2 separate regions of the Gossypium hirsutum genome follow, and region 1 is linked to region 2. Evidence: chromatin contacts called from public Hi-C data. All regions are on one chromosome and are shown on one strand. The core of a region is the stretch at or near the end of the contact, and the rest is flanking DNA. Distances in the headings are between cores, read along the strand shown. Region 1 has its middle 35 kb from the start of LOC107961456. Region 2 holds the start of LOC107959803 (ABC transporter B family member 15).

The links. A called contact is a pair of places that touch in the nucleus more often than the background predicts.
Region 1: a contact with region 2 is called in a Hi-C map of leaf, with 2.8 times the contacts expected there. The contact joins the enhancer-like site here to the promoter of LOC107959803 in region 2. A contact is called at or near these places in 11 of 34 Hi-C or Micro-C datasets (anther, cotyledon, fibers and 3 more).

What each region holds. Positions count from the first base shown.
Region 1 is chrA05:100,355,813-100,362,052 of Gossypium_hirsutum_v2.1, forward strand. No RefSeq gene overlaps it. Among protein-coding and RNA genes, the nearest start is that of LOC107961456, 35 kb to the right of the region's middle. Within about 2 kb of position 4,184, at least 5 of the 9 cell types and tissues checked have an H3K27ac peak or open chromatin away from gene starts, as enhancers often do. A contact at or near this core is called in cotyledon, fibers and leaf, where this site is marked.
Region 2 is chrA05:100,314,412-100,320,814 of Gossypium_hirsutum_v2.1, forward strand. LOC107959803 (ABC transporter B family member 15) reads right to left here and starts at 2,899. Exons shown (of 7, transcript XM_016895958.2): 1 at 2,016-2,899; 2 at 733-787; 3 at 453-631; 4 at 1-370. The coding sequence starts at 2,240.

The sequences.
Region 1 (6,240 bases), core at 2,934-5,433, 43 kb after region 2:
AGTTACTTTTTTTAATAACATTTTTAGATAACATAATAGTGATACCATGAATATTTTTAAATTACCTATTGTCTTAATAAGTTATCTTTTTCATTACAAAACAATCTCTGTGATGTTACATATAATTAGTTAAAACTTTTGGTAATTAATGAGTGGATGTTTTCTTTAAAGAATTGTTTTTCATGAAAAAGCTAATGATGAGGTCATATACATTTAGAATCAAAGTTGAACCAAAAACTGTGAACAAGTTGAACTGGTAGAAAGTTGGTTAAACCATGTTTTTTTATTATATGTTTTTAGTCCAAGTCAATGGCTCGAACCCGGAAAAAAGCTTAACTCACCTAACCAACCCAAATACTTAAAATGATTAAAAATTAAAAAAACTAATTAACCTAAATTGGTGTGTATAATTGATATATATATGCCATTATTGTTACTTATTTGTATTTATAATTCTTTTCTTATTTTTTTATTTTTCCTTATTTTCTCTTATTTTTAAAATTTTTTATTTTATATTAATTAAACTTATAATTAAATTAATCGAATTAATTAAATCAAGAATTAATAATCTCAACTAATTCTATCACCAATGCAATTCCAAAAATATTAGACTCCGACTTGTGTTGGTTGCATCTTCTCATGTACGTGGTGGTTGATTCGGGCTTTGTTTGGAAGCGGCTATAGCGTGCAACGGTGCAATTGCACTGGTGCTTTCTGTTTGGAGTTTTACTTTCATTTTTAGCTTTTCTTCAATGGTTGTCTTTTTTTGCTTTCATTTTATTTTGAGTATATTATATAAATAGTCACCTAATTATAATTGTGTTTCTGTTTTAGTTATTCAATTTTAAAAATATTTCAATTTAGACATTAATGTTTATATTTATTTCTACTTTGATCACACATTGTTAATTGATAATAGAAATAATGAGGTGACCTTTTCTTAACTGATATAATTACATATTTAGTCCTCAATACTTACATATTATATAAATTTGATCCTAATAATAAATAATTCAATAAATTTAACCTTTCAAATTTACAAATTTTATCAATTTGATCCTCAAACATCCTAACCAAAACTTTCTACTTTTAAAACAAAATTCTCTTACAGTCCGCAAACAGAAGAAAACATATTTTTTAAAATAATTTTAAAGGAAAATACTATTATTACCCAAACTCGAGATAATTGCCATATATGAATATGTTTAGATGAGTATATTCATTTTTTTCATATATTTGAAACATCATACTTTATATCCATGTTGATTTATTACTAATGCAAACATAAATAATTAAAATGAAATGAAATTCGGAACAACATGCATGCGAACCAGGTCAAGAACATAATTAAATAAAAAAGAAATTCATGGATCAATTATCTTAAAAATTAGTGTTATTGTTATTATTTTATTCCCACGAAAATTTGAAGAAACTGTAGTAAGAGAATTAATAAAACATGAATTAATTGGTATTTGCTATTAAAAAATAAAATTTGGATTGCTTAGGTTGTGCCATGTGAAACAAGGCCACGTCATTTTTTATTAAATAAAATCTGTAAATGTAAAGTGTTAAATTTGTTCAATTATTTAGAATTGAGATCAACTTGATAAAATATATAAGTATTGAAGATTAAATGTATTGTTATACCCGTTAGGAAAAAGCCACACTATTGTTTCCATTATTAATTTAACGGCGAGTGACCAAAATAGAAATAAATGCAATCGTTAGTACCTAAATTGAAAATTTGTAAAATTGAGTGACCAAAATAGGAACGTGAGCATAGTTAAGTTACAATTTGTATAGTTTGTTCTTTTATTTTAAAGCTTGTAGTTTTATTTATTATTTATCAAATTTTATTTAAGACTTTAAAAAAATTTAGATAATTTTTATTTTAAATAAATCATTATATTTATTTAGTAAATTTTATTTTAAGAATATTTAATTTTATATAGTTTAATAAATATATGAAAAATAAAACACAAAATTTAATTAATAAATAAATACAAATTTAGTATATTTATATTGACTATGAAATTTAATACTTAACATTCATTTTACATATATAATTTAATTTCGTGTTCTTAATGATTATTTTGCATTTTCATTTTATTGCTATAATTGCATTTGAATCCAATTGTATATTCCACTATTTATTTTAATCTCACTGTTATAGTGACTAATGTCATGACCACTACTATTTATAATTTTATTGGACCAATTTTTTCCAGTGCCCATCTTAAGGAAACCTAGGGGGTTTTCCTGCTCAAATTTCTTGGATAACTTGGAGCATTTTGCTGCAACATTTCCATTGTTGTTGGAATTGGGTTTGGAGAAGCTTAACTGGGATGTTGATTCGTTGGATATTCTAGTGTAGGGTTCGATAATGGTTGCGGGAATGGTGACTGGTTTTGATAGATAATATTAGGGGCATGGGTGCATGTAATTCTTTTAGGGATATTGGTGATAACCAAAATAATAATGGTCACTGTAACCAGAATAACCAGCATAATAATCAAATTGACCATATCAAAGCCTGACCTAGTAGTATCCTTGGCCTACTGGTTAATGTTGGTTGCATGCGTTAAATGGAATAGAAGCAACAACTAGGTCGTGTGGTTCTTGGAAATCTTATATGATTCCTTGGTTATACAAGTTAGGGATATTGTCGTTGGGTGGAGGCATAGTTTATTGTTCAAGTTCCAACAAACAACAAACAATGCTAATCATTGATACATAGTGTGCCAAACTATATTAGTAGTAGATCTGGAGAGTTTGGGAAGATGAAAAGATCTAAGAATAACTGAGTAAAGAATTGGTATTTAAAAGTTTTCTTGTTGATTGAGCGATGAAGTAAGCTTATATAAATAAAAAGGTTGATATGGATTCTCTTGGAAAAATGTCCTACTGCGTAGAGTTGGTGATAAGATTACGAAGAGACATGTCCACATTGTGGAGAGTTGAAAGCAGAGTAAAAATTTCATTATGTGTGCTAGAATGTGGCAATGGAGTTTTCAAATGAGTTTTTATGTGATATATGGATGGTTTACGCGGTTTGCACGTAGAAAATAAAAATAAATCCTTAACTAGATAAATTTTTCTCGATCAAAGTGATTGATTTGACGAGATAATAACTTTACATAAAAATATTTTTTTGACCTTAGTTATTTATAACATAATGAATATGTTAGTATGCCTTAAAAGCAATCGGGTTAGACAAAATTAAGAACATTTTCTTTTGTCTTTAATATCAAATAAACAAATAGCTGTTAGGTGCTAACCGAAACATCAAAAGGTTGATAATCTAGCCTTTCGGACAATGTAGCATCACAATTATTGAATGAAAATAATCAGTAGATTGATTAGCTTTGCTCTCTTTTTTCGAGCACGTGTTTGGTGATTCTCGTCTTGTAAATTCGATCGCCATTGAATTAGTAATTATTAGCAATTTTAGCGAGGAATCCCATCAGGCAGATGTATACTAAAGAAGAAAGCAATCGCCACTTTGATGAAATTCACCTTAATGTGCTTTTGAAAGTGGATGTAACTGTCAAAGGCCGAAGAATGGAGGGCAAGTTGACATGGAAGAAAAAGCAGACACTTTTCTCTCCTTGGAGCTTGAATTGATGGATGAAATCATGAAATTTGTTTAGGGAGTGTTTGCATAAATATCTGGCCAAGTTCTTTTGTAAAATTTGGAGATTGGGTATTCGAGAATTCATTGGGTGCGTCATTTTTTTTAATCGTGATAAGGTCAGATTGTCTACTTATAGGCAGAAAAGTGAAAAAGTTAAAAGTCCTATTTATAAGTTATAGCTTCTTTTTGTTATTTTAACAAACAGTTGGTGGGTGGTGGAAGTGATTATGGTGGGTAAGTAGAGATAGTGGTTGTAATTGATATCTTGAAAGCTCTACAATTTCATTCATTTATGAAACATTAATGTAAAAAGAAACTCTGGGTCTTTCTCCAAATCGGAAAAGATTGTGGCAAAAGCTAAGATAGAGGTGTTGTTTTGGATTTGGCAAATGGCGATATAAAAGCTATGGTGGAGCTTCTAGATATGGTTTTCTCAATGGCAAAGTCTAGTCTTGTCCCTTTCTTTGGATTACAACAAAGGGACCCCCCCACCCCACCCCCAACACCACAAGCACTTTAACTGAATTACATTGAACCAAACATCATCCACTCTTCAAACACAGATGGGAGGGAGATCATATCAGATCAGATCAGATCAGCAATGTTTTACTTGGAGTGCTAAAAACAGGTCCGCAACAGTCATTTGCTGCCATTTCTCTTTGCTTCCTATTTAATATCACACTGATTTTCAAGATTCATTAATGTCCAACACTTTGCCAATTTGTTGTCTTGCATCATCATCAAAAAAGGGATGGTCTTATTTCATGTTAGTAGCCTAGTTGAGTCAAGTTTATCTCAAACAAAATGAAATTTGAGTGAATTTTATTTTTAAAATTTGAATTCCATATAACAATTGAACTGCAGAAATTTGTATGATTAAGTTTGCTCAATTTTGTTTACTCAAAAACATTAATTCTCATGTTAGATTTTAAATTCTAGGTTGAAGTATTCTAAGATCAAATTGGGATTTTTCAATATTAATTAAAAGTTTTAAAAAAATATAAATTAAAGTCGTAATCTTTTCATGTTAAATATTAAAATATTTGAATTTAGCTCACTTGATAACTTAAATTATTTAAGCTCAACTCAAAAATAATCTTAACCGAATTTAATTTTTTTCTAAAGAGTACAAACACTAATATTTTATATATTCCTCATATTAATATAATTATCATTAAGAGAAAGTTTTCACCAAATTTAAAACCCAAAATTCATGATAAAAACCAAATTATTTGAGCCAACTTGATTACCTAATAAAAAATAACCTCCATTATCAAGGTTGTTAAGTTTGAATTGAGACTTTTCAATAGTAATAAAAAAAATTATTAGACTCTTAAATCTCTTCATTAAAATATTTGAATTCAATTTATTCCATAGCTCGAATTGATTGAGTTAGATTTAATAATATTTAAATAACTTGTAAGTAAAGATATCTCATTTATACTTAACTCATATAGCCATCGTTAAAAATGAATTTTAACATTAACAACTTTTCCCTTATTTTCAAATTAAAATTTAATATTTAATTACACGAATCATTTTATTAGTTTAAATATGTTAAAGGTTCATGTAATCTTTTAAAATTTGAAAGTTAATTTCTATACTTTATATTTGAGATATTGAGTTTCTATACTTTTTATATTTAAAAATTTTGGCCCTTCCGTCTAATTTTTGTCATTTAAGTTAATGATGCCAAAAGTAAAATAATATTTTTAGCCATCAACATTTACAGTTTTTTTCAATTTGACTCATGCCCTTAAAAAGTATAATAAAAAAATAATAAACTTTAAGGATTTTTTTTTCATATTTTAAATAAAAACATAAAAATTTAAAAAATATAATTAAAAATTCTTTAAAATTCAAAAATAAAAATATAAAAAAATCTAAAATTCTATGTTATCTAAACCAGACTAGACCGACTGGATTGAAAACCAGCTAGGGTATCAGTCTAGTGAGAAGTAAAAATCAGTTGACCCCCGTGAGTCGAGACGAACTAGTTGAACCAAGCTAAAAAAACTAATTGAACTAGCAAGTAAGCTAATTTTGAATTGGTCTGACCAATTGATTCCTAGAGCGACTAGTTTGATTGATTCAAAGAAAAATTATTAAAAATAAAAAATATTAAGAATTATAAAATCAGTTTGACTATCAGTTCAACTAGTTTTTTAGCTTGATTCAACTAGTTTATATCAGTTCACCAGTCAACTGATTTTTACCTCTCATTGAACCGATACTGTTAAAAAATATGAAACTGACAATTTGGTGCTAGAGGAATGTTCACTCCCTGGCCACCAAAACTATGAGAAGATAATTTCCATATTTGAAGAGTTGGCAATTTATTGAATATTGTATATGGGTTATGCTGAGTATATGGATAACATTTAGCTTATTGGAGATTGTATTGGATCGGATTACCCAAGTTAATCCCTAAGATCATGGACATTGGATTGGATTGAAACTCTATTTATTGAGCTTCAAAGAGTCCATATTTATTTTGATTGTTATTATTATATTGTATTTTACTTATCTTATTTGTTAACAAGTCTTGAAATAATTTATATATTTGAGAGACTTGTACATGTGAATGTACTGAGATAATTAAGCAT
Region 2 (6,403 bases), core at 1,649-4,148:
ACATGAAAGACCAAGTGGCAAAAACAATCCCATTGCTTCCAATCGCAAGACCTTTAGCCAAGCCTTGTCTTAATCCCAACTTCACGGACACTTGTAAAGCTGCTGAGAATTCTGCAATGGTTTTACTCTCACCAACAAAGGAATAAACTGTTCTTATAGAAGATATTGCCTGTTCTGCTATAGTTCCAGCCTTATTGTACTCCTCACTTATCTTTCTAGCTATTCCTATCAACCCTCTTCCATACATTAGACCAGGAATCACCAAAACAACAGCAAAAGGAAACCCCACTATTGCTAGTCTCCATAGCATTATGAATGCTACCATGTAACACCCAACAAATATTGCAACATTCATCAGAAAATTTGGCACCTGCATGACATGATCACCCATTAGTAGTAATTAAATTACTCGTTTTTAGTCAAGAGATTACATACGATTTGCAAGAAGGAACCTTTTCACTGAGAACATCTTGGATTACTAGACTATCATTTGAAACACTGGTGATAACTTCAGCTGTGCTTGTAACGTGCAAATCAAAGTATCCCACATCTTGTCTTAAGATAGCTTTCAAATACCCGGCTCTCATTCTTGTCGCTTGTCTCTCACCTGTTCTTGACCAACAAAATCCTTCTGAAAAATGACAAAAGAAAAGCACATACAAAAAAAAATCATTAACTATGCCTCCATTAACCATTCCTTCAAGCCATTGAATGCTATGAATTTAAACTTACCTAGAAAACAAGCAACCCAAGACCCGCAAGCCAAATACAATAAAGCCATTGAATTCTGTCACCCATAAAACCAAATCATGTTAGGTAGAAACATAGGCGAAGTCAAATATTTTGTTTACGGAGGGCGGAATTAAAAACAATTGTACAACAATTATATATATACATAATCCATTATCCATTATCCATTATATCTAAATTTAAATCAAAATTAAGTTTTTATGTTATATTATTTGCCTAATTTGATGGCTCAAGTTTAATAGATTTTTTTTTTAAAATTTAGATTTTTTTTAATTTTAAAATCTCTTTTATTTTTTAATTAAAATTTTTTGACATCATTCCAACTATATTAATTAAAAAAAAATTCTTTCACTATCTAAATATGTTCTATATCTTTAAATATGTTTTAACTCATTTTATAGAAAGCACTAAGGACGAAGCTAGAAATTTGTTGTTAGTAGGTCAAAATAAAGTTGTAATAGTTTGGGGGGCCAAAAATGTAAAAAAAAAAACTTTAAAAAGGCTTCAATTTAATATTTTATAAATGAAAAGGAACTAAAATAGTATTATACCAATTATCTAGGGGCCAAGGCTGCTTCCCTGAAAAGCACCATATTTAAATATTATATAGTATTTAAATTACTAATATTATATAAAATCTTGGAATAATTTTTTTCGATTTTAAAATATTATAAATTATGTTTCGCGTTACTATCTTAATTTTTTTATAACTATTGAAGTCTCAACATTTAAGAAATTATAATAAAATTATTCAATATTATGATATAAAAACATGAAATGATTTTAATTTAGAAAAAGTGAAATAAGTAATCTTCAATTTATATTAAGAATAAACATAATTTAAGTTTATTATTTTTCATTATGAGCGTAGGATGAAAAATATTACTAACAAAATAACAAGAGTAAATATATATTAATTTGATTAATAAAAATGTAAACAAATTTAAACTAAAAAAGTAATAAGTGATATATATTAAAAGTGTTATGAAAATGAAATTTTAATAGAATTAAATTGAAAAGGGGTAACATATAAATTATAATTTTGAGGGACGAAATCTAAATTTACATGATATAAGAATAATTTAATGTTGCAGTTTTATCCTTGTTTATCTTAAATAGCCTAAACAATAAGAATCGTCTTAAAATTTGGAGGGGGGTTGGGGCCCATGCCTAGCTACTCCCCTTCTTTTTACTGATTTGCATGTATGTGCGTATGCATGTGCCTTTTTTGGAAAAAAAACCAAGAAAAAAAAACGAAGAAAGACCTTGTTTATGTTATGAATGAACATGTCTGCAGTGAAAGCTGAAGAATCACCAAGATTGTTCATCAACTTGCTAGTAACAAGCAATACAAGAGGTGTACAAAAACCATCACCAACGGCTCCGATGAAGCCAAGAGTCATCAACCACATATCTACATCATCCGCATGCATGAAAATTGACCTTATGGATCCGTTTATCTTCTTCTGTTTCTCCTTCTCATTACCCATTTTGAGAAGAAAATAAAAACAGCACCCAAAGAATCTGTAAACCACTTAGGGTAGCACCGGGTGTTTCGTGTTTTTTGTTTGTTGTTGTTTTCTTTGCTTGCCTCCAAAAATAGTTGTCTTTTAAGACAAGTGAGAAGAGAAACAAGTGACAGGGTGATGCTTTTGGCTAAGTATTAAGAAACAAACATGAGAAATGTCTTGTATATATAGCTATTCTTCGTGTTGTGTGGCTTAGAGTTGGTAGTGAAGAGTAAACCACTGAAAGGAAAAATAATAATAATAAAGGGTTTATTTATATGGTTACTAAAATAGTAAAAAAAAAAGAAAGTAAATAGACCACGGATGTTGAAACAGCAAACCGTCCACTAATTGGACCAGATTAACTTGGATCGGACCAAAAAAGCCCACTTTTAAAAACTCTAAGCTAGCCCAGCCTAAATTAGTTAAAGCAAATGAAACAAAAAAGCCCTAGTCTATCAACACTCAACCCTCTGTTCGCCTCCCCCCCCCTGCTCGCCCTCGCCTACGCAGATCAGTGGTTCGTGGCTTGCCCCTGCCATCATCCGCTGTCATTGTTTTCTAAACCTTTGAGCTTTAAAACAAAGGGAAACTAAACACTAAACATAATATGGAGAATTGAAGAACCCAGGAAATGTGAAAAGGAAAACTATTAGTAGTATAAAACTTGAAAAGTGGGTGCTGCATTTATGGGGCACCTGAAAATGGGAGAAAATAATAATGTTTAGCTCGGTGGAAGATAGCTGTCAACTATTTAACCACTATCTATTTTTAAAATAAAAATATTATTTGACGTCTAATTTTGTGAAAAAAATTATTTTAGTCATATCATTTAATTTTTCTCTTTTAATCTCTCGATTATTATTTTTTGTCAAAACACTCTGAAATAAATAGAAAAGTTAACATATATCAGTTATACTGATTTGAAATCCACGTGGCAGTTCACATGCATGTTAATAATGATTAAAAAAATTAAAATTTAAAAAATATTTAAAACTATTTAAAATTCAAGAAAATAATAGAAAATTATTAAAATTATTTTGAGAATTCAAAAAAATGTTAAAAATACAAAAACAATAAAAAAATTTATTTAAAATTTATAGCAAATTATAAAACTATAAAATTTATTTAAAAAACAAGGCAAAAAAATCCAAAACATAGGAGAATAAGATGTCTCTGATGACATTTTGTAACCTTTCAAATTATTTAATACTCATTTTGTAATATTTGAAATTGAATGATCAAGATGTAAATTTATTGATTTTAATGACCTTAGGTACAATTTATCAGATTTAATTTCAGAAATTATTTTTATTAAGTTTTTATAAATCGTTTATTTAAATTATAATCGAAGTTTAAGAGAATTATGAATGGCGAATATCCAAATCAACAGCGATCCGAATCCTATATGATAGCATCGAAATCATAATCTAAAACCTTTTTCCTCGTAACACTTAAAGAGGACCAAATCAGTGGCAGGAAGTTGAATAGGGATGACATTTGTTGCAATTGAAGTTTGGAGACTCTTGTGCTGACATCGCAGGAGAGTTGAAAGAGTTGCATATGTCGTTTTATTTAGAGATATTCAAATGGTCGGTTCGATTAATATTCGAATCGAATTATTATTAATTAAATTATTTGAAATATAAAAATTGTTAACCCTTAATCGAATCAAAACTTTTTAAAATATTTTAACTAAATTGAAATATTTCGATTAATTCGATCGGTTAATTGAATTAACCAGAATTTATATGTTTTTGTCTTTTGATTAAAACAAGTATAAACATTAAAAAAAATACATTGCTAAATGTTCATTTTCTTTTATTTAATAGTTCAAAAAACTTTAAATAGAGATGAAAATAACAAATAATAATTTAGAAACACTACATAAGTCTTGAAATTCAGTTAATTATCCGTTGAAAATGACAAATAAGACATTAGTAATTACTCGGTTTTAAATTGAATTAATTGATAATCGAAATTTCAAAAAATTATTAATTGACTTCCAACCGAATTAAATTCGACTACCGACTGATTAACCAAATTAGATCGATTAATTCAATTTTACCATATTGGGAACACCCTTAATTGTATCTGTGGAGGAGAATAAGCGTTTAACGAGGTTTCCACCCAACATCGAAAGCAATAACAATGGTAATCATCAACTTTTGCTTGATCAAATTGATCTAACCAAAGTTTTGACCAACCAAGAGTGACCAATAAAATTTAGTTTAAGATTTAAGTATTTAGCATTTCTAACAAAAATAGTGTTGAGAAGTTAAAATGGCTATTTTAAAAAAAATGTAAATTAAAAAAAATGCATTTAAATGATATACAAATTTGTTAATATTAAGATATATGAAATGTATCAACTTAACTTATAAAAATTTTTATTGCAATGCATTATTAATAATTTTATATATAAAATATGAATTGAAATACTTTTAAGCAAATAATATATTTTTTTTGTAAAATTTAATTTGAATATAAGCTATATTTCAAATATTAAAATCACATATAAATATAATTATTCCCAATTCAAATATATTATGATATATATTTGAAATATATTTCGCAATGAAAATAATTTATATCTAATATAATTATTACAATAAATTACAATAAATGATAAATGAAAGCATTATATATTATATTATATATATATTTAATGTTTCTAATTTTTAAAAGGGGAGTAAATATTTCAACAAAATTCTTCAAAAGGAATTTAATAATAAGACATATAGTTTTTTTTATAACATATTATAATATTTTTACCCTTTTAATATATATATATACATATATATATATAAAGATAAAATGGTAATTTAATATAGTGAGCAGAACAAATAATTACCATAATTACTATATATCCATAATATAACAACAACAAAAAAATCCACCCCACCCCACATTCACTTTTCAAATAATAAAACCCTTCACCATAGGGAACAAATTGGATGGATTAAAAAAAAAAAACCACCCATCCCTACTTTCACTTTTCAAAAAATAAAAACATTCAGAGCGAATTTGATGGATTCTCATGCCCACTATACCAAAAAAATAAAAAAAAATTCACCCTACCTTACATCCACGTTTCAAAAAATAAAACCTTTCACCATTTAGAGCAAATTGATTTGAAATTCATCGAGTGGTTTAGGTTTTGTCATTGCTAATATTAGAAAAATCATTGATAAAAATAAAAATTTGTTAGTATTAATTAGTTAGAAGTTTCGTAAAAGAATTAAGTATTAAAAAGTAATGGTTTTTTTGAAGAAGAAACACCAAATCTGATTTGAATGACAGATAACACCAAAAAAATAAAAAGATAAATTTAATTGATGACGAAATAATATAATATTATGATTTTTAAAATTTTTTTAAGTTGATTATATTTTGTGAATCCTTCTTGTTTCAAAGAAAATTGGATTTCATCAATAAGTTTTTTTAATATCCTTAAAAGTATTTTATTAATTTAGTGTAAATGTCTTTTTGTTATTTTTAAATTATTACAATCTCAAAATTTACCCTCAATGTTTTGAATTTTTTTCACTTCAGCCTGTAACATTTTTTTTATTTCAATCTCATCTCAATATTGCAAAAAATTTCAAATAAAACCAGAATTAATAAAAATCATTAATTAATTAACAGTCAATAATTTTATTCAACATAATGTGAGAACTCAATTAATGACATTATTGATGTGGCATGCTAAATTAAGATATGCAATAATAGTTGATCGTGTAAATATTTGTTTTAATAGTTTATACAAAGCATGAAGACCCCTCGGAGATTTCAAGTATCGGTCTTAAACATCATAAATGGGCATTCATATAATTTTATTTTTACGAGATTTCTCACAAATTAAACAATATTTTAATTCAGATTAAAATTATATCAATTAATTTTTTATGGCAAAAACATTTTAAAAACAAAAACATTATTTTCACAATTATTAATTATAAAATTATTGTATTTATTTACAAAAACTGCATCGAATATTATGAAGCTAAAGATTTGAAATACCACTATAATGAATTAGTACACAATTCATTATCTGAATTATTGACTAACTATTTTATAGTTATAAACTTTGATTTTGTATAATTTTATACATAAAATTTTGATTTGATTTAATTTTTATAAAT